Regions from separate parts of the Sus scrofa genome. Here regions 2, 3, 4 and 5 are each linked to region 1. A link is a contact called in public Hi-C, HiChIP or PLAC-seq and promoter capture Hi-C data. All regions are on one chromosome and are shown on one strand. Each heading gives the region's core, a stretch centred on a gene start, on an enhancer-like site or on the middle of the called end of the contact. The rest is flanking DNA. Distances are from core to core; before and after follow the strand shown.

What was found. Promoter capture Hi-C pulls out the DNA fragments that hold promoters and counts their contacts. Hi-C and Micro-C count contacts between places; a contact is called where the count stands out from the background. HiChIP or PLAC-seq counts read pairs in DNA pulled down with a chosen protein or histone mark.
Region 2: a contact with region 1 is called in a promoter capture Hi-C map of fetal liver, with 2.4 times the contacts expected there. The contact joins the promoter of MAPKAPK2 here to the promoter of SRGAP2 in region 1. A contact is called at or near these places in 1 of 5 promoter capture datasets (fetal liver), 3 of 47 Hi-C or Micro-C datasets (heart right ventricle, liver and skeletal muscle) and 1 of 2 datasets of contacts at active chromatin or transcription factors (alveolar macrophages).
Region 3: a contact with region 1 is called in a promoter capture Hi-C map of fetal liver, with 2.2 times the contacts expected there. The contact joins the promoter of DYRK3 here to the promoter of SRGAP2 in region 1. A contact is called at or near these places in 1 of 5 promoter capture datasets (fetal liver), 1 of 47 Hi-C or Micro-C datasets (heart right ventricle) and 1 of 2 datasets of contacts at active chromatin or transcription factors (alveolar macrophages).
Region 4: a Hi-C map of liver shows a contact between it and region 1, with 6 times the contacts expected there. The contact joins the promoter of NUCKS1 here to the promoter of SRGAP2 in region 1. A contact is called at or near these places in 4 of 47 Hi-C or Micro-C datasets (heart right ventricle, liver and skeletal muscle).
Region 5: a contact with region 1 is called in an H3K27ac HiChIP or PLAC-seq map of alveolar macrophages. The contact joins the promoter of IKBKE here to the promoter of SRGAP2 in region 1. A contact is called at or near these places in 2 of 5 promoter capture datasets (fetal liver and liver), 2 of 47 Hi-C or Micro-C datasets (fibroblasts and liver) and 1 of 2 datasets of contacts at active chromatin or transcription factors (alveolar macrophages).

Annotation. Positions count from the first base shown.
Region 1 is chr9:66,836,337-66,839,871 of Sscrofa11.1, forward strand. SRGAP2 (SLIT-ROBO Rho GTPase-activating protein 2) reads left to right here and starts at 1,731. Exons shown (of 23, transcript XR_002335789.1): 1 at 1,731-1,887. It overlaps FAM72A (protein FAM72A), which reads right to left and starts at 3,444. Exons shown (of 5, transcript XM_021063305.1): 1 at 2,737-3,444; 2 at 108-248. The coding sequence starts at 172.
Region 2 is chr9:67,313,120-67,316,654 of Sscrofa11.1, forward strand. It overlaps MAPKAPK2 (MAP kinase-activated protein kinase 2), which reads left to right and starts at 1,532. Exons shown (of 12, transcript XM_003130462.6): 1 at 1,532-1,935; 2 at 1,938-2,143. The coding sequence starts at 1,827.
Region 3 is chr9:67,266,871-67,270,405 of Sscrofa11.1, forward strand. It overlaps DYRK3 (dual specificity tyrosine-phosphorylation-regulated kinase 3), which reads left to right and starts at 1,730. Exons shown (of 4, transcript XM_021063317.1): 1 at 1,730-2,009. The coding sequence starts at 1,933.
Region 4 is chr9:66,433,517-66,437,051 of Sscrofa11.1, forward strand. It overlaps NUCKS1 (nuclear casein kinase and cyclin dependent kinase substrate 1), which reads right to left and starts at 1,974. Exons shown (of 7, transcript NM_001244237.1): 1 at 1,777-1,974. The coding sequence starts at 1,793.
Region 5 is chr9:67,121,117-67,124,651 of Sscrofa11.1, forward strand. IKBKE (inhibitor of nuclear factor kappa-B kinase subunit epsilon) reads left to right here and starts at 1,939. Exons shown (of 22, transcript XR_002335790.1): 1 at 1,939-2,385; 2 at 2,971-3,060.

The DNA of each region.
Region 1 (3,535 bases), core at 481-2,980:
CTGGAACACCAAAATGATAACCTCCTTTGTTGACTCCCAGAAGTCCAAGCCAAACACTTTTCCCACTTAGTTAAAGGCTACTGTTGCCCGCCAATAGCATGACTTACTTGGTAGGAGGGATGTCTGTAGAGAAAAGGTCTATTTCAGTGTCGCCCAGCAAAACAGCCTTCATTCCTCTATAGCTGAGCACTTGTTTACAGAATTTGCAACACAGGATGGACACGCGGCGGTCCTTGAAACTACAACAGCTGGTAGACATGGCGTCCGGGGAAGGATGAGATGTGGGATTTTCAAAGTGGAAACAAGAGCTATTCCTTTCCTAGTTTGATGCCCCAGGTTAAAAATCAAATTGCGAGGCCTCGAGCTTTTCTAGGCCCTAAAATCGAGAAGGGAATGAGTTCCTTTTCGATTTTCCCGTGGGAGGGTATAAGTAATATTTACTGAACAGGGACGGGAGAAATAGCAACTTTGACTTTCTCTTCAACTTTCGGGCAAGGGAGTGGAGAGGAGACAAAAGGCAAGCTGCCTCGGGAACTTTTCTGCAATATTCCCTTACTCCAGTCTAGAAGGATCCTTTACCCTTTAACTCCCGCCCCTTTGGCAATTCCCTCAGCTTCTCCCGTGTTTTATCTAAACCTTCCCTCTTAAGCCCCTCCCACGGAGAGCTCCAATTCCTCTCTCTGGGATCGCAGGCTAAGCTTTCCTACCCACGCCTCCTCTTTGGAAATCTTTCTCCTCTCCCCAGAATTCAGAAATCTCCTCAGCTTTCCCACTGGAAGGATCCTGGGTGCTTCTTAGGCCTCCCGCGACCCTCCTCTGTTCTGCTCGTTCGCGGGCCCACCGCTTCACTTCTCTCCCCGCAGCCCCCAGCCCTTAGCGTGCGGGCTCTCGCGCGGTTCCTCTCGCGTCTCTCTCCCCTCGGCTCTCCCTCGTGCCCCCCGCAGTCCCCTCAAGTCTCTCCCGAACGGCCGCTCCAGAGCGCGCGGTGGTATGGGTGGGGCGGGACAGAGGTCGCTTTGGGGGCTCAGACGGCGTTGAGGTCTCTGCCACCGATTGAGGTCTCTGCTACCGAACAGGTCGTTTTTTGCTCCCTCTTCCGCTCTCTCTGCCTTTCCAACAGGCTGTCAGTTTGAATTGCCAGCGTCGCGCACCGATTGGGAGAACTAGAGTTTGCCCACGTCCCGCATTGGAAGGCTTGGGAGCCTGCCCCTGGCGAGATCTTAGTGGCTAAGAAACCGTACGCCACGCCCCAGTAACGGTGCCTTGATCCACTCGGCTTTCTGGTTGGCGGATCTTGGCCACGCCCCCGATCCCATTGGTCAGCCCTGGGAGGTTGGGGCAAGACCTACTCCCGCCTCAGTGAGAGAAGCAAGGCACGCCCTTCGCGCTTTTTACTGGAAGACATTCTAAAGGTTCCCGCCGGTCTCTACTCTCTATTGGCTAAAACTCTCCGCAACGCCCCTCCTCTCTACCCCGGTCCAATTGGTCGTGCCTTCTCTCAGGAGTATGTGTTTGGCTGTGGGTTCCATTTTAATCCCGCCCATCAGTTCTACTTTGGGGTTCGGCCACCCTGGGAGGAGCTTACTCTGTGACCACGCCTCGGTAGTGCTAGTCACACCCCCAAGTTTCGCCAGCTCCTCCTCCTCATTCCAGGCCTCTCGGGATCAGCTATTTCTATTGGCTAAGAGCCCCATCGGTCGATAGAAAACGGGTGGTGATTGGCAAGGGGGTGGGCTCTGCTTCCCGGCGGGGTCCTGCGGAGTTGGCGGAGGCTCCTCCGGGGACTAGGGGACCGATCTGCGTAGAAGCGGGTGGCGGGGAAGAGGGGAGGAGAACTCTGTGTGGGAAGCGGAGCCGGGGGCCTGGGACCCGTCGCGTCAGAGCCAGGTAAAGGCTCCTTCCCTCTCCCCTTTTTCTTCCCGGCCGCGGAGCTGGAGCCCTGACTGAACAAACCCGGGCAGGGGCGGGAAGGAGAGGGCGCGGATGCTGCTTTCGGCAACGCTTTAACATTGTCGCTTGGAATATCTCAGACCCCCTCCCCCCATGACCTACTCCCAGTCTCCCAGTGCAGCCCATAATACTACTCAGGACTGCATCTCCGCCTATCACCATACTGCCTAGGACTCTGCGTTGGCTCACATGCAGCCGCGCAGTCCGCACCCAGCCCCCTCCCCAAGTCCTGCACATGGGCAGCCTCGGTCCACCTTTTGGCAACCGTCGGTGGCATCACTTGCAGCCATCAGCTGCCCTCTTACTCTGTCTCCAAGCCCCGGCAGACAGCCCAGTTACAGCCCTGGACCTAGAAGGATGGGTGTTCCGCACTGCTTCCGGGGCTCTTCCCCTGCCCGAGCCCCCAGCCGGACCTGAATGGCTCCTCTTTACGCGCTCCAGTTCCCAGACATATCTGGAACCGCAAAGTTGTTAACATCCTAGCGCTGCGTGTAGCATCGCGGCCCACAATAGTCTCCTAACTTCCCCCCCAGCCCCAGGGTTATCCTCCCTTTGCCCTCTCCCCGCCTATCAAGCGCGTGCAGAAGCTCCAGTTATCCCTGGCTCCCGTGCAGTCTTAGGACCCCACCTCTCACCCCCCTCCTCTCTTCCTGCCGGCCTGAATCACCACGCCGCTTCTGCTCTCCCTTCCTCCCTCAGTGCGGCCCTTTCTTCAGGCGGGGGAAGTGGGAGACTCCCGGCGCGGAAAGGGAACCGGGCGGCCCAGGAGGGAGAGTCGCCGCTTACAGCGCGTCTTGTAGCGAGACTCCCGGCACTACACTCCGCCCTCTTCTCTCCCGCCTCCTGGGCCTGGGTCGAAGCGGAATCTCCTAGGGCACCTCCTGGTGCGAGGAGTCGGGACTGCTGCCCTCACTGGCCTTGCCCTAACCCCCAGCCTGGGATTGGGTGCGGTATCTGAGATCTCTGGGCTTGGGTGACCAATTAGGGGTGGCATTTAGAGTCACTCTTGTCCCTGACTTGGGACAGGCGGCGGCTGCCTTCCGTCCCCCCGTCCCCCACCCCCGCCTTCCCGGTTTTCCCGACTCCGACCCTCGCCTCTAACCAGTTTCCTGCTTCTGCCGACCACATTGTTTTCCTGGATGTGTCCCGTGCCGAGCAGGCTTTTTCCTGCAGATCTACCCCCCCCGCCCCCCCCTGCAACATTTTGCTGCCAAGAGAAGCTAGTAACCAAAAACAAAACAACTGAGAGGAGGGGCGGAGGGGAAGAAAAGTTGTGCCCGGGTGCCTTGTCCCTCCCCGGCTTTGATCCCCTTTGAAGTCCAGGGAGTTGTCCCAGCCCGGGTCGGGGACCGCGTCGGAGGCAGGGCCGGGAGAGTTCCCTCCGGCTGACGCTGCCCAGTTCGGGAGGCCGCCGAGGTGCCGCAGTCCCCGCCCGGAGCCCCGCGTTCCCGCCGCAGTCCCCACCCAAAGCCTGCTAAGGCGGCTGCTCCAAAGTGTTTTTTTTTTTTCAGCCTTAAAACAAAATCCGGAGGGAGCTTCCTTCCTCCCCACCTCTCTGCGCCGGGCTCTGAGGGCCCGGCAGCGT
Region 2 (3,535 bases), core at 282-2,781, 480 kb after region 1:
TGGCTCAGCAGGTTAAGGATCTGGCATTGTCATTGCAGCAGCTGGGGTCGCTGCTGAGGCACAGGTTCTATCCCTGGCCCAGGAACTTCTGCAATGCCTGGGGGTGTGGCCAAAAAATTAAAAAAAAAAAAAAAAAAAGAGCTAGTATTCCTGTTAAGGGAACTGTTTTTCTCCTTGGCCCATGCAGCGAGCCCTGGGGTGAGTCCAGGAAGGGGTTGTGCTGGGAGGGTAACTTCTACCTTTCAGAATACCCCTCGTTCCTTCCCTGGAGCTCCTTGCCTGTCTGGGCTCCGTCTCCAAGGGCACCTGTCCTTAGGATGTTCCCTTCTCTGCTTCTCCCTGAGCTGAGTTTCTGCGGACAAGGGGGCTCTAGAGGGTTAGGGAAACATGCCAGGGGCCACAAATGGCCATAGGTCAAATCACCTTCTCTAATTCAGCCTTATCAGTAATTAAGCTGAGGTTTTGTCTTCCCCTGTCTGGTTTCTTTGTCTTATTTCTCAACTGGTCCACTAGTCCGAGTGGGCAAGAGGTCAGCAGCGGCGCATTTGAAGATCATCCCCAACCACCCATCAGAATATGCACAGAACCCCCCTGGCAGCTTATATGTAGGGCCTCCCCAATCTCCTTTCCTAATTAGGTCCAGCTAGAGCCTTGCTCTCTTCCACAGAGACATGGCATTACCCTGGACTAGAACTCGGCTTCTTCAAAAATACCCACTTTGGGGTCTTTTTTTCACGTTGGAAATCAGGACCTATTTCTCAGACTTTCCCTTGTTGGTACATAGTTTCCTGGACTTCGCCCCACACCCTATTCTTCCCACTGGGAGAGGTGCGCTGGCTTGCTCAGGATCCCACAGCTGGTTAATGGAGAGGCTTCCTGAATTCAGGCAGTCTGGATGTCCGTCCATCCTCTTCCTACTCTGTACCGCTTTTAAACTCATTTACATGAAAAAAAAAAAAGTTCAGAAGTATAATTACTAAATTGCTTATATTTTGACAACAGCAAATCTTTACTGAAAAACAAATTTATGAGAAAAGAAATGTAAAATTCATACGAAAGTGTCCAAGTGAAGAAATATTCCGTATTCTAGGATGAATGGCCTCTGTAACTCCAGCTCACCCCGTGGTCTCGTCTGGCTGATTCTTACTAGTCATCTCTCGCCTTCAAAATCCACCCCCCAGCTGCTGGTGTCTAGAAGAGCCAGACAATTGGAGAAAAGTCGATTTTCTATCTGATAATGCAGCTGCTTTCATACGCCTCCCCCTTCCCTTTGCGTGGCCCTGATTAATTAAGAACTAGGATTTCTCGGTCCCCACTCCCTGCCCAGAGCCCCAGTTCCCAGCTCCCTTCCTCCACACTCCGGACGCCTCTCGTCCTCCCCTTTAAGGCCAGCCCCTCCCCCACACCCACACCTCTCCGGCTCCGCCCCGCCTCCCCAAGCCCTGCCCCCTCCGACCCACCCCTTTAAGGACCGGCCCCGGACGCAGACGAGGCTGTGACGCGGCCGCCGGCCCCCGGGCTGGGTACTTTGTCGCGCGGCGGCTTCCCCCCCGGCCGGGCCCCCGCCATCCCGCGTTCTTCCGAGCTCCTGGCCCCCGGGGGGAGGGTGGGAGGGAGGGAACTGGGCCGGTGGGCGCCTGCGGCGCACGGCGGGACCCACGGAGCCCCGCGACCCGCCGAGCCTGGAGCCGGGTCGGGGCGGGGAAGCCGGCTCCAGCCCCGAGCAAACTTCGCAGCCGGGCGGGGGGTGGCGGGGACCCTGTCCGGAGCCGGAGGAGGGGCCGGCCGCGAGCCCTCCTGCCGCTGCTCCCGCGTCTCCGGGCACCATGCTGTCCAACTCCGGTGCTGTTCCCCAGCCCGCCGCTGCCGCCGCGGCCGCCCCATGCTGTCCAACTCCGGTGCTGTTCCCCAACCCGCCGCCGCCGCCGCAGCCCCCGCCCCGGCCCAACCTCACCCGCCGGCCCAGCCGCCGCCGCAGCCCCCGCAGCAGTTCCCCCAGTTCCACGTCAAGTCAAGCCTGCAGATCAAGAAGAACGCCATCATCGACGACTACAAGGTCACCACCCAGGTCCTGGGACTGGGCATCAACGGGAAAGTTTTGCAGATCTTCAACAAGAGGACCCAGGAGAAATTCGCCCTAAAAGTAGGTTTAGGGGCCAGGGGAGGAGTGGACGGGCGGAGGGGGGCTCCCGGGGACGACCCCTGGCGTCCCGGAGCGGCCGAAGCGCCCGGTGGCTCAGCAGGATCGCCGCGACGCTTGCCTCTGACGGGCGTCAGGGCTGCGGAGGAGTGGCCGCGACAGGGCTGTCCATCCCGCGCGCGCGAGGGGTTCCAAGTTCGCGGCAGGGGGGGCGAGGGGCCGCAGGAAGGTCAGGTCCCGGCGGTCCACGCCGCCCGAGATCGAGTTTCCGGTCACCTCCGGGTGTGAGTGGCGGGGACTCGAGAGGACTCGTGAGGACTCTGCCATTTTGGGTTTGAGCGGGATCCAGCCGAGTCGCAACGGTTTGGCTTCGGGACCGCTTCAGCTCATTTCCCCTCTGTCTCAAGGAAGTGATTTTCGGAGGTGGTTGTTCCCCATCCTCTCTTCCCTCCTTTCTTTCTTTCTGCGGGCACAAAAGGCCCATTACTCATTGAGTTGGTTGGTCGGTTGGCTTGGAGAAGTCGGATCTCAGAGGTTTATTTAGCCTCGCTCCTTATTTGGGAGCCGGAATGTGTGATTTCACTTCCCTGGGCCTCGAGAGTGCGGGTGAGCGGCCTTGGGGCGCGCCGGCCCAGGAGGTGCAAGGCTGGAGATTCCGCGGGGACACCGCACCCCCGCCTCACCCCGGCGCGGGGGAGGGATTGTTTTGATCCGAGAGCAGGCCCCCTCCTACCTTCAGTGCCTGTGAGGCTCCAGATGGGAGGCCAGCAGGCTCACGCGCAGTGTCTGCTGTTTCCATAGCTCCATTGATCATTGTAAACCGGATCTGTACACCAAGGCTTGGCCCGCGTGCTGATTCCGCAAATCGGAGGTGGCCACTTGAGTCCTGGACATGGGCGATTGGTGGACCGTAGGAGGGAGCATTTTCCTTGAGCTCCCTCTTTTATTTGTTTGTTTTCTTTAAAGGGTAGTGGGGAGAATGGAGAGTTAAGTGAGAATATCTACGTGAGAAGTTAAACAGAATGGACTCCGAGATCTGATGAGACAGATGGGTCCTCAATGCCAGTGGGAGCCAGTGTTTAGGGTCACTAAAAAGGTTTTCCCCGCAGAGGGCTTTCAGATCAAACCACATCTCTAAAGGTGACACATAATGCCTATTTCCCCTGAGGTGTTTCAATGATTGGAGGGGGAGAAAAATACTTCCTGTGTTATATTTTCTCTTCCCCCTCAACCCCTACGGCTACCTGTGTTTCAGCTATTCATACAAAACTCAGATATATGTTAGGGGTGGAACCGTTGGAATATATAATTAGATGTAATAAAACCCTGGTGCTTGGGGATTGTGGAAGGCAAGCCTGTCCACCTGACAGATTTTAAGACCTTTAACCTTCTTTT
Region 3 (3,535 bases), core at 480-2,979, 430 kb after region 1:
GCTGGAAAGGCCCTCAACAGCAAACCTTTTGTTGCCAAGGAACTCTTCCTTCAAACAAAAGCTTGCACAGGAGTCCAAATACAAATCCATATGGAAGCAGGATTGCTCTAGTTGGGCAAGCGTGGGGGAAGGGCTGGGTGAGGTTTTATTTTTTTTTAATTTTTTTTATTTTTTTGTCTTTTGTTGTTGTTGTTGTTGCTATCTCTTGGGCCGCTCCCGCGGCATATGGAGGTTCCCACGCTAGGGGTTGAAGCGGAGCTGTAGCCACCGGCCTACGCCAGAGCCACAGCAATGCGGGATCCGAGCCGCGTCTGCAACCTACACCACAGCTCACGGCAACGCCGGATCGTTAACCCACTGAGCAAGGGCAGGGACCGAACCCGCGACCTCATGGTTCCTAGTCGGATTCGTTAACCACTGCGCCACGACGGGAACTCCAGGGTGAGGTTTTAAAAAGAGCTTATTGATAAGATTAGAAAAAAATTTAGATATCGGGGAAGAAAACGTTTGAATTTGTAGTTATATCTTAGGGTAAAGAAACATGGATCACAAAGAATAAAGTTTCCCAAAACCGAAACATTCTTAATTTATAAAGCGAAGAGCCTTTGGATTTTAAGGACATTTTTACTTGAAGGTATGAGAACAGGGAGTATGACTTTTAGTCACACGGAAATGAGCCTTGGATGGAAAATTTCAGATTTATGGACTATGCTTTGCCGAGTTAGGACAGTAAGTCCCCAATCCCCACCAGGTGGCGCCCATGTTCAGCATTTTAAGAACATTTCGTTCTCTTGGTCAGGAGGCCTGCCTCGTGCTTTGTAAATGTAGAAAATCCGACTGGATGTCACACTCAAGAAAACAACACTGGTATTCTTTTATTTTAACCTCTTTCTCTTTCACTTCAGATATGGAAATCCGCTTAACATTGGTGCTGCCGAGGTACCTTAACTTTTCAGAAAATGAAGAGGGAAAACTCCCACCCATTCCAAGGAAAAAGGAAGAGATTTCCAGGGGACCTGGTGCAGCAGGAGGGAGCCTGGGAATTTGGAGACAGCTGGCTCAGGCTTCGCCAACTAGATGATCCCGAGGAAGCACGGCTTCTCTGGCCTCGGTTTTCTCATCCGTAAAATGGCTCTTAGAGCCCTACCATGCGTGGGATCCCATTAAAAGGAAGTCAGACAAACCTCAGCTTAAATTCCGGATCCTAGTTAATTTAAATCTAAAAGAAATCATCATCTGGTATGATTTCTGAGGTTAAATAAAATGTTCGTAGCGCAGGTAGTGTCACAAAATGGGTTATTATTGCTCTCCTTCGTTAACTCATTATTCTCCGGAGGGACAACTCCTCGGTGAGCAAGTCTGAAAAGTTATTTATTTAATCATATTCAAGGCAGGTTTTAGAACGCCTGGCTGCAACCTGCTAAGGGACAGTTGACCGTGAGGGGCGGACCGCAGTTCTGTCGCAGAAATCCGGGACTAAGTGCTATTTCACAAACCCGCCTTAGGGCCTGTCTCCCTCCCGCGCCGGAGCGCCCCGGCCTCAACCTGCGGCCAAAGAACCTCCGCTGCCCAGACAGCAGAATCTGTACCTCCGGCCTCCAGGAGCCGGCTGCAGCATCGTACAAGCTCGCCTCATGGTAGGGAGAGGCTTCACCCCGCCCTTGTGCGTCAACGCGTAGTTGCGCAGAGGCGTTTCCCGGGGCGTGCCGCGGTTGCTAGGCGACCACTCCGCTCCCCCTCCCGCCCTGGTGCTTGTCTTGCTGTTCCCGTCCGGGGCCAGTCCCGAGCAAAGGCGCGTGGAGCTGCAGTGTCTGGACGCGAGTTCCTGGGGAAGCGTCGCGTTCCGGGAGGCAGCCGCCCTAGTGCAGGTGGACACTGCCTGCTGGATCCTTCAACCGCCGCCCCTCCCCCCCGGGGGTCCCGAGCTGACGGATGGGAGGCACCGCTCGCGGGCCCGGGCGAAAGGATGCGGGGCAGCCGGGAGCTGGACTCCCGCCCCAGCAGCGGAGGTAACGGCGCCGCGGGGTAACGGGCTGGGGCGCCCCAGTGAGCAGCCGGCTCTGGCAGACGAGATCTGGGGGTGGGGAAGAGCTGGGCTGGAGGTTGAGCGAGACCCCCGCTCGAGGGATGAGGCGAAGGGGTCTGACCCTCTCTCTCCTAGGGACCAAGCCACCCTCTTCCTCTCCATCAGCTCCCCTCCCCCCAGCCCAGCGTGGGAGGGGGCTAGAGCGGAGTTAGGGAAAGGAGAATCCCCACCTTCTCCAGACTATCCCTGAAGCCTAGATTGGGGGTATATGGTAAGGAACTCTTAAGAAGCTAGGACTTTTTATGAGGCATTTTAGCAAACTGGAGGAGACAGGGAGCAACACTTTTCAAAGTCCTGTTGCATAGAGCAGATTACCAAGGGCTGAACTCTATGGGCTTTGCCGCGAGGGGTGCGGTCTGGCTCCGGATGTGCAGGTGAGAGGCTCAGCCGAGGAGGGCTTTCTGCCGATCCTATTTTGAGAGATTCGCCACCTTGCCTTGTGTTTTTACACCACAATGGAGAGTAGGAACCCCCCCCCCACACACACACACACACTTCATTTGCATGGAGACTTCCTTTGGGTAATTTCCTTTGGCTATTTATAGGAAATCTTGTAGATCTTCAGTCTTTTTCTTTAAATGTGTTCGCCTGTACCATTTTGTTTTGTTCGTGCTGTTGGCAGAGAGTCACATCTAGAATTTTTCGTTCTTGTCAATGAAGCATTTCTCGTTAAAGACAAATAATTCTATCAGAATGTGAGCATGGTTTTTCAAAAGAGAACATTCCAAAAATATTTGTAGTAGATATTTTGTTTGTTTGGTTTTTGTTTTGGGGTGGTTTTTTTTTTTCTCTTGGTATTCCTATAACACATCGATTAAGAAAACACTAGAACTAACTTTAGAGAACAGTTTTTAAAAGAAACTAAAATATTCCAGTTTCAAAGATTTAAAAAAAATTCTTCGCTTGCAGCTAGGTCATTATCATTGTATTTATATCATGTAAAAATGATACAATGAAATGCTGATATGTGTTACTGGGAAATGCACGTTCTTGGTGACAAATGAAATACATTATTCAGGGCCATCTTGGGGATTAAATAAATCCTCTCCCATCTTTTGTGTTCCCTTATAGTGGTGGAGACACTGTGTTAAAGAATAGAGAAATGATCCTTGATCATTTGGCATTTAGCTTCCACCAGCCACAGAAAATTAAGTGGGTAAAGACGTGAAATTAGTACATTTTGTAATAGAATCCCTTTAGTATTTGCTGTAGAATTCACTGTCTTTTTCTACAAGTTAGATAGATGTTAAGTAGGTAGATGAATGGATAAATCAAAATAAGACAGCTCTAAGAAGACCTTTTATTTCTTGCTTGTAAGACCCAGAGTAGGTGGACTGGAGCTATTCTTCCCTTTACAACATGTGGAAACCGGTTCAGAGAGGAGGGTAGTGTAGCCGGTGGTAGAGCTGAGATTAGAATCCAAATCTCTGACTTGGAAAATGCAGTTCT
Region 4 (3,535 bases), core at 724-3,223, 400 kb before region 1:
ACCAAAACCTAGTGAACTGCAGTTAAAAGGTCCAATTATTTAAAATAGTCCAATTTCACCACAGAGTATTTTACTTTCAGAAGACAGAAGATCCAATCCAGATGAAAATCTTTATTATATTGTCTATTTGTCCTGAGCCTTAAGAAAATCTCTACATAATTTGATGGGATACAGTGGTCAATTAGAATGCCCCAAAAATATTCATACCATAATCTGAAATATCTATTCCGATTCCGTGCCCAAAAGTCGGCAAAACTCTTCCGAGTGGTGATGTTGAATTAACGGAGATTCGGGTTGAAATTAGGAGGCAGAAAAGCAGTCAGGTAGTAGTTAGCACCCTCCTCACGCCCACCCCCGAGCGTAGGAGTAGGCAGCCCATACTACCACCAGCTGGAGATGGATGATCTAGTCTGGAAACAGAATGGTGTGGAACAAAACCCTTTCCGGGGTTCCAAACCTCCCTTTAGAGCTCTAGGTCAAAATACTTCCGTTTTTCACAAAACTTGGAATGAAGTACGGGAAGCAACAACTGTTAAAACATTAAAAAACTAACCCTTTACCTATTTATCCAGAAAACGCTATGCGAAGTAGCCAATATCTCACGCTGAAAGCATCAAGCATATTACATTAAAAAAAAAAAAAACATTTATTTGCAACAGGCCTCAACAGATTGGACTAAGCCACACCCCTCCATAAATGGCACATTCCATACAACAGCCAGGAGTAGACGGCAAAGGGCGATTCCACCGTCCGCTGGGGGAACAACAAACTTGTTGAAATTCTCAGAATAAAGTCTAACGATTAACCGAAATCTAGCCCCTTTATCATTAAAGTTATCCGGGATAAAGATTAGGTTACAAAAACATCCGAGACGTGTAGACTGCTAAGAGGAGAGAAAGAGGTAGCGGGAAGGAGAACCACCCGGGATTTGGGTCGAGCAGTTAACCCGCACCTCCCTGAGTAGGGGACATTTCCCCGAGGAAGGACATTCCTAGCCGGAGAGAAAAGCGAACTCGGGGTGTGGGGGAAGGGAGTTAACCCACTCAAAACTCCGACTTGGGCGAGAGGCTGCAGTCATTTTCCAGGGCCTAGTCCGGAACTCTCACTTTGGCTGGAGGGGAAAAGAACGGGTCCCGCCCACGCTCGGCCCGATCCGGGAGGCGGGGCCCTGCTGCGACCCTGGAGGACGGAGGCGGGGCCCGGCAGCAGGGTCGCCCCTCCCCCTTTGGATGGAACAACCCCCCCCTCCGCTGGAGAAAGAGGGCTGAGTTCCCCCCGCCCCACGCAAGCCGAGGGGGGAAGGGGGTAAACCACTGGAGATAGAGGGCAGTCTTCCGCCACCCCCCTCAATTATGGGGGTGGGGGCCGAGACTGAGTCCGCTAGTCCCCCACCCCCGCCGGCTCCAAGGGGCCGGCCCGGAGGAGGTGGGGCCTGGGTGGGGGCACTGACTTCACACCCCTCCCCCTCCGGCCGCTGGCGGTTCAGGGAACACCCCGCCCGCTCCAGTGCGGCGAGTGGGGGAGGCAGCAGAGCAGCCCCGAGCCCTGCAGCAGCGCGGGGCGGGGAGAAGCGCGCGCAGAAGCGCGCGGCCGCCACCCCCACGCAGACCCGCGCGCCAGCAAGGCCCCCCACGCTCAAGGGCGCGCGCGGGCCCCGAAAGGGAGGAGGCCGCGCGTGGCACAAGAGAAGGCCGACTCTAGGCTTCTGTCCCCCACTCCTTTACCACTCACCCCAACCCCCTCCAACCCGTTCCAGGCCTCGGACTCCGCACTGACCTGACAGGCCGAGACATGTTCGCTGTCGAAACAGGACCGAGTCGAGAAGCCAAAGACCAGGACCCCCCCCACCCCGCGCGCTCGGCGCCCCACCCCCCCCAACTTCGGCCGATAGGGCCGCTGCCGCCGAACCCCGAGCTGCTGGCTTCTCAAACTCCGCCGCTCCTAGGTTCAGGGCCCCTTAATCTGACGAGCCCCCCGCTCCCCCGTCTCTTCAAAATGGATGAATCAAACCAGCCGAAAATGCGCCAAAGCCGCGGTACAGCCAAACCCACTAGGGCCTGTGGGCTCCGCCCCAACAGGACCGGTCATTGGTGGCCTCTGCCAGATGCGCCGAGCTCATTAGTCCGTTTGAATCATCACGTATCTCAGGCCCCGCCCCCTCCGTGAGATCCTGTTAGTCAAGATGCTCTGAGAGCGCAAGGCCGCAAAACAAAAATGGTCGCTGCTCGGCCCGCCCCCTGGTTTCCACTCCTGCGTTGCAGATTCGTCTTGGGTCGCATCTTGGGACGACTAGGAAAAAAGATTTACGAAAGATTCAGTGTCTTTTAGTGTTAGTTTAATGATGTATCATTTCACCTGGCTTGATCATCTAGAAACTCCACTAATAGCAAAATCTGTGGGATAAGCAGCTGATTCGTCAGGAAGGTACTGCTTCTGAATTGGAGGGAAATTCCATAGGTTCAAAAATTTTGACCTTAAATCCACAAACCCCTTCTCCGTGCTTCAACATTAGCCCTCAAGACCCCAACCGCTGCTAGACCAGAGAGGCAGGCTCATAATCAAGGAATAACTTCACGACAAATTTCCATTCTCTGTTCTGCCCCTAGAGATCACTTTGAGGTCTTTAAAATCCCAGTCATGAGCATCATTTTGGGGGACCAAATGATTAGGAGCATGAGCTCTGGACCAGAAGGTGTTTCAGACTGAACCTCAGGTCCACCACTGAATAGTTGCATAACTTTACTTCTCTGGGCCTCAGTTTTCTGATGTGTAAAATGGGGAACAATAGTACTTAACTCACAGAATTATTAGGATTAAATGAGTTGACTTTAATCAGTCAACTTTAGGACAGTCTCTGGAACACAGTAAGCGCAACATAAGTATTTGTTAAATTCAATCCCTTATCCCTGGATGGTGGGGGGGAGCAGCTGGCTCAAGACACAAGTGAAATAGCTGAGGGTAACTCAGATTATTAGATTTAAATCTGTGAACATTAGTTAGATGCATAAAACTCAGAGGTGGAGCTCAGGATCCCTATATGAATGGCCAGTGTGTACCCCACCATTGTAAAATAGACTTCAATCCCTGTCACAGGGAGTCTGTTAATAACCAACTGAAGATACACTCCATAAACAAACAAACAAACCCACCACTATCACCGCCTGAAAGTTTCCCCTTGTAAAATCTGGCTTCCCTAAGGGAAGAGAATGGCAGTCCACCAAGCAAAGCATTAAACAAGTCGTATTTCCTCTTCCATGTCACTCCACCTTTTCTCTGCTGAAAGTTGGTGGTGGTAGTTTAAATTAAAAAATAAAAATGGGGGGAGTTCCCATTGTGGCACAGCGGAAATGAATCTGACTAGGAACCATGAGGTTGCGGGTTCAATCCCTAGCCTCTGGCCTCGCCCAGTGGGTTAAGGATCCAGCTTTGCTATGGAGCTGTGGTATAGGTCACAGACACGGCTTGGATCCGGTGTTGCTGTGGCTGTGGTGTAGGAGGGCAGCAACAGCTCCAATAGCCTGGGAACATCCATATG
Region 5 (3,535 bases), core at 689-3,188, 280 kb after region 1:
CCTCAAATGAAATAAGGGCCGTGCAGCCCAGCTGGGACCAGCAGCTTAAAACCACAGACAAGACATGTGCTCATTTTGTCCACACAGAGGATGTGACCTCACAGAAGATGCCCAGCAAAACTTGGTCACCAGCTCACCTCCCAGCTGTGCATTTTTCCCACAGCCTGGAAGCTCACACCTCTGACCTCTTCTCGGCCGAACCTACCTCCCTCTCAAGCTTGGTTGAGTATCTTTTCTCCTCACAAGCCCTTCTTGGTCAGCAGCACCCCCCCGCCCCAGCCATCCCCCTCTGCCAGGTTCACAGAGTCACTCCCTGCTGCAGTATAAACCTCATAACAGGAGTTCCCATCTTGGTGCAGTGGTTAATGAATCCAACTAGGAACCATGAGGTTGCAGGTTCGATCCCTGGCCTTGCTCAGTGGGTTAGGGATCCAGCGTTGCCGTGAGCTGTGGTGCAGTTTGCAGATGCGGCTTGGATCCCGCGTTGCTGTGGCTGTGGTATAGGCCGGTGGCTACAGCTCTGATTGGACCCCTAGCCTGGGAACCTCCTTATGCCGTGGGAGCAGCCCTAGAAAAGGCAAAAAGACAATAAATAAATAAATAAACAAATAAACAAACCTCATAACATTCACCATGCTGTCCTGAACAGCTCTGGGGGGTGCCTAGGTCTCCCCTTTGTGTCCTTAGCACACAGTGCCTGCTTCCTAGTAAATGCTAGACACACAGGCTCATCGCCTTTGAGGGTGCCTGAGGCCCTAGGAAGGGGATCAGGCTTGCTGCAGAGAGCGCTGAGGCATAGGGGGTGCTGGTGAGCCCTGGGCAGTTTCATGGGGGGTGGGGAATGAGTAGAGCTTTAGCGATAGGGTAGGTTAGGTTGCACAATTCAGTGGCTTAAAACAACAAAGGTTGATGTCTCACCAAAGCAACGTGTCCCCTGTGGGCCAGCAGACGGGTTCTGCTCGACAGGCACTCAAGGACTGGGACCGAGAGGGAAGTCACAACGTCTACCAGAATCACACTGTCTGTGGTGGGAGTGTCTTGCATCAGCAATTAAATGCTTTGGTTAAGAAATCACATGGCCCCGCTGAATCAGAGGGTGCCAAGGAAGTGCAGCTCGATCGTACACCAGGCAAGGGGGAAGCTGGGAAGCCCATTGAAGTACAGGCCTGAAGGATGCTCCTTCTCCTGGGCCTGCTGGGAGAGCAGCTCTGGCTGCCGGAGGGGGTGTGGTTTATCAGCCAGTGCCGGATCCGCAAATGTGAGCACAAGGCCGTTCTCAACTGGGCTCCCGTTCTGGTGTCACTGTGCTAGGGGTGGGGCTGCCGGAGGAAACCACCAGGTGTGGCCATGGGAAAGTCCCTCCGACTTTCTATTGAAACATGGAATTTCCTGGCTTTAACCACTTCTTATCCAGCTGCCATCTCGGAGCTGACCAGAGCGGGACTGACGGACTTCCAGCCTCCGAGGACACCTGGTTTGGGGCATTGAGTCCCACTGGGAAGCTGGCACACCTGGGTGCCAGCCCCAGCCATCTCTGATGATCACGGGAAAACTGCTGCAGGTGTGTGAGCCTCCATGCCCATCTGTAAAGCTCTTTCCAGGTGCCCGTGCATTTCCAAATATACTGTCCCGTGTCACCCACATGAGCAATAGAGTCAACATTACCACCCTCATGCCTTGGATGAGAAAAAACTATCTGGCAGGGGTCGTGTGCTGTGCTCAAGGCCACACTGGAAGCATGGCCCGGGTTCCAGTGCTTGCTCTCAGACCTCTGCAGGCTCACTGGGAAGATGAGCCAGAGCCAGGTTCTCCTAGAAGTGGCTGCTCATTGGCTCTGAACCTCCCTGGGGCTCCTGGGGGTGTGGGAAGTTGGTTTTCCCAGGCTGCTCTGCACTTGGATAACTGGCCCAACCTGCTCTGTAGAGTCCAGGCTGAACGCTACACTTCCCTGCTCGGGTGAACCACAGGAGATACAGAAATAGCACCCCGCAGCCCACCACAGCCACTCAGCCTCAGTTCCCAGCCTCTTTGTGGTTCACGCCCTGGTCCTATGGCCTCCACTTGGGAACTCAGAGCATCCTCTTTCTCCTTCCTGCCGGGGGTGGCGGCAGCCCAGCTGCCTCTGTCTCTTTAAGAGAGAGAAAGAACGAAATCAGGAAGTGTGAGAGAGCTGAAAGCCGGCGGGCAGGGAGCTGAGCCAGTGCTGGCCTTTGCTCCCAGCTCCCCTAGCTCCCCGGAGTGGCACCGAGCCACTTCAACTTCAGATCCCCAGGGTTGGTGGCCACCAGGATGTAATGAGTGCTGCCTATGAATGACAAAAAGCCCTGACATCTCTGCGGGCGCCACGCAGTCCCACAAGCCTGCATGCCCCACAGCCGAGATGGGGTGAGTGTGCTGAGTCCACTGGGGGGGGGGGTTGAATGAGGGAGCCTGGGGGGCCAGGCAGCTCAGGGTCAGCACTTAGCAGAGTGTCGGGGTGCTGGCCCTGTCAGCCCAGGCTCATGGCCCTCCCTCCATCTCTCTGCGGCTGCTGCCCCTCCCCCCAGAGATGCCCTGTGCTCCATCTCCGGTGGGTACCCAGACTGCTTAGAGGCCCATGGCGGGAGGCGGGGGGGTAGGTGCGTGGAAGAGTGCTGCTACCACCTACGGTGCTCCTTTCCCAGGCTCGGCTTCCCAACACCTGAAGCCAGCAATCAGCTCTGCCTCCGTACTTTTCTTCTGCTTCTGGCGCCTGCCCTCAACAATCCTGGGGGCCTTCTCACTGGCCCAGGTCTGGGAGGCGGGGGTGGGAGTGGCCAGGAGAATCTCCTAGAGCTGGCGAGTTGGGCTGGAAACCCCCAGCTCTGTAGGGGAGGGTGACAAACAGGAAAGGGTTAAAGGGCTGGGGCCGCAGGGGGCGCCTTTGATGGAGGCTGAGAATCACACAGCACCCAGGGGTGCCTCTCATCCGCCCTCTTCTTTCCGGTGTAGCTCAGCTCCTGGACTTGCCACAGACAGAAAACATAACACACACTCGCCCAGGAGAGTCTTTGCCTGATCCAGGACTGCTCAGAGCACGGGGTAAGTGCTTCTGGCCACAGTAGAGCCTGGAGGAGGAGGAAGAGGGCAAGGAAGGTGGGTGGGGCGGCAGGCTCAGGGCTCCACCACCCACCCTCATTCATTTGAATACCCCTGGAGGACAGTGAGAGCCCTTGCAGCACAATGGCTGCGGGGCTGGCGTCAGAGAGCACGCACAGCTGATCAGCTGCACTGTCCATCAGCTCCCAAGCACAGCCCCAGCAGGGCCAGGAGCAGAGCCCAGGGCGTGCTACCCTGTCCAGGGCTCTGCCCTCTGTGCCACACTGCCCATGCCTCAGAGCTTCAGCTATGCATCTGCCCCAGTGCAGCCCTGGGGAGGGTTTTGAAGGTGGTGACCTCTCCTCTGGCTGGGCCCTAGGCCTTGATTTCAGGATGTTCTACCTGATTTTACACTGCCAGGCCCCACTGGCTAAATCCTCCCCAGCCTTCGAGGGGAAAACCTCACCAGTTCATTCCT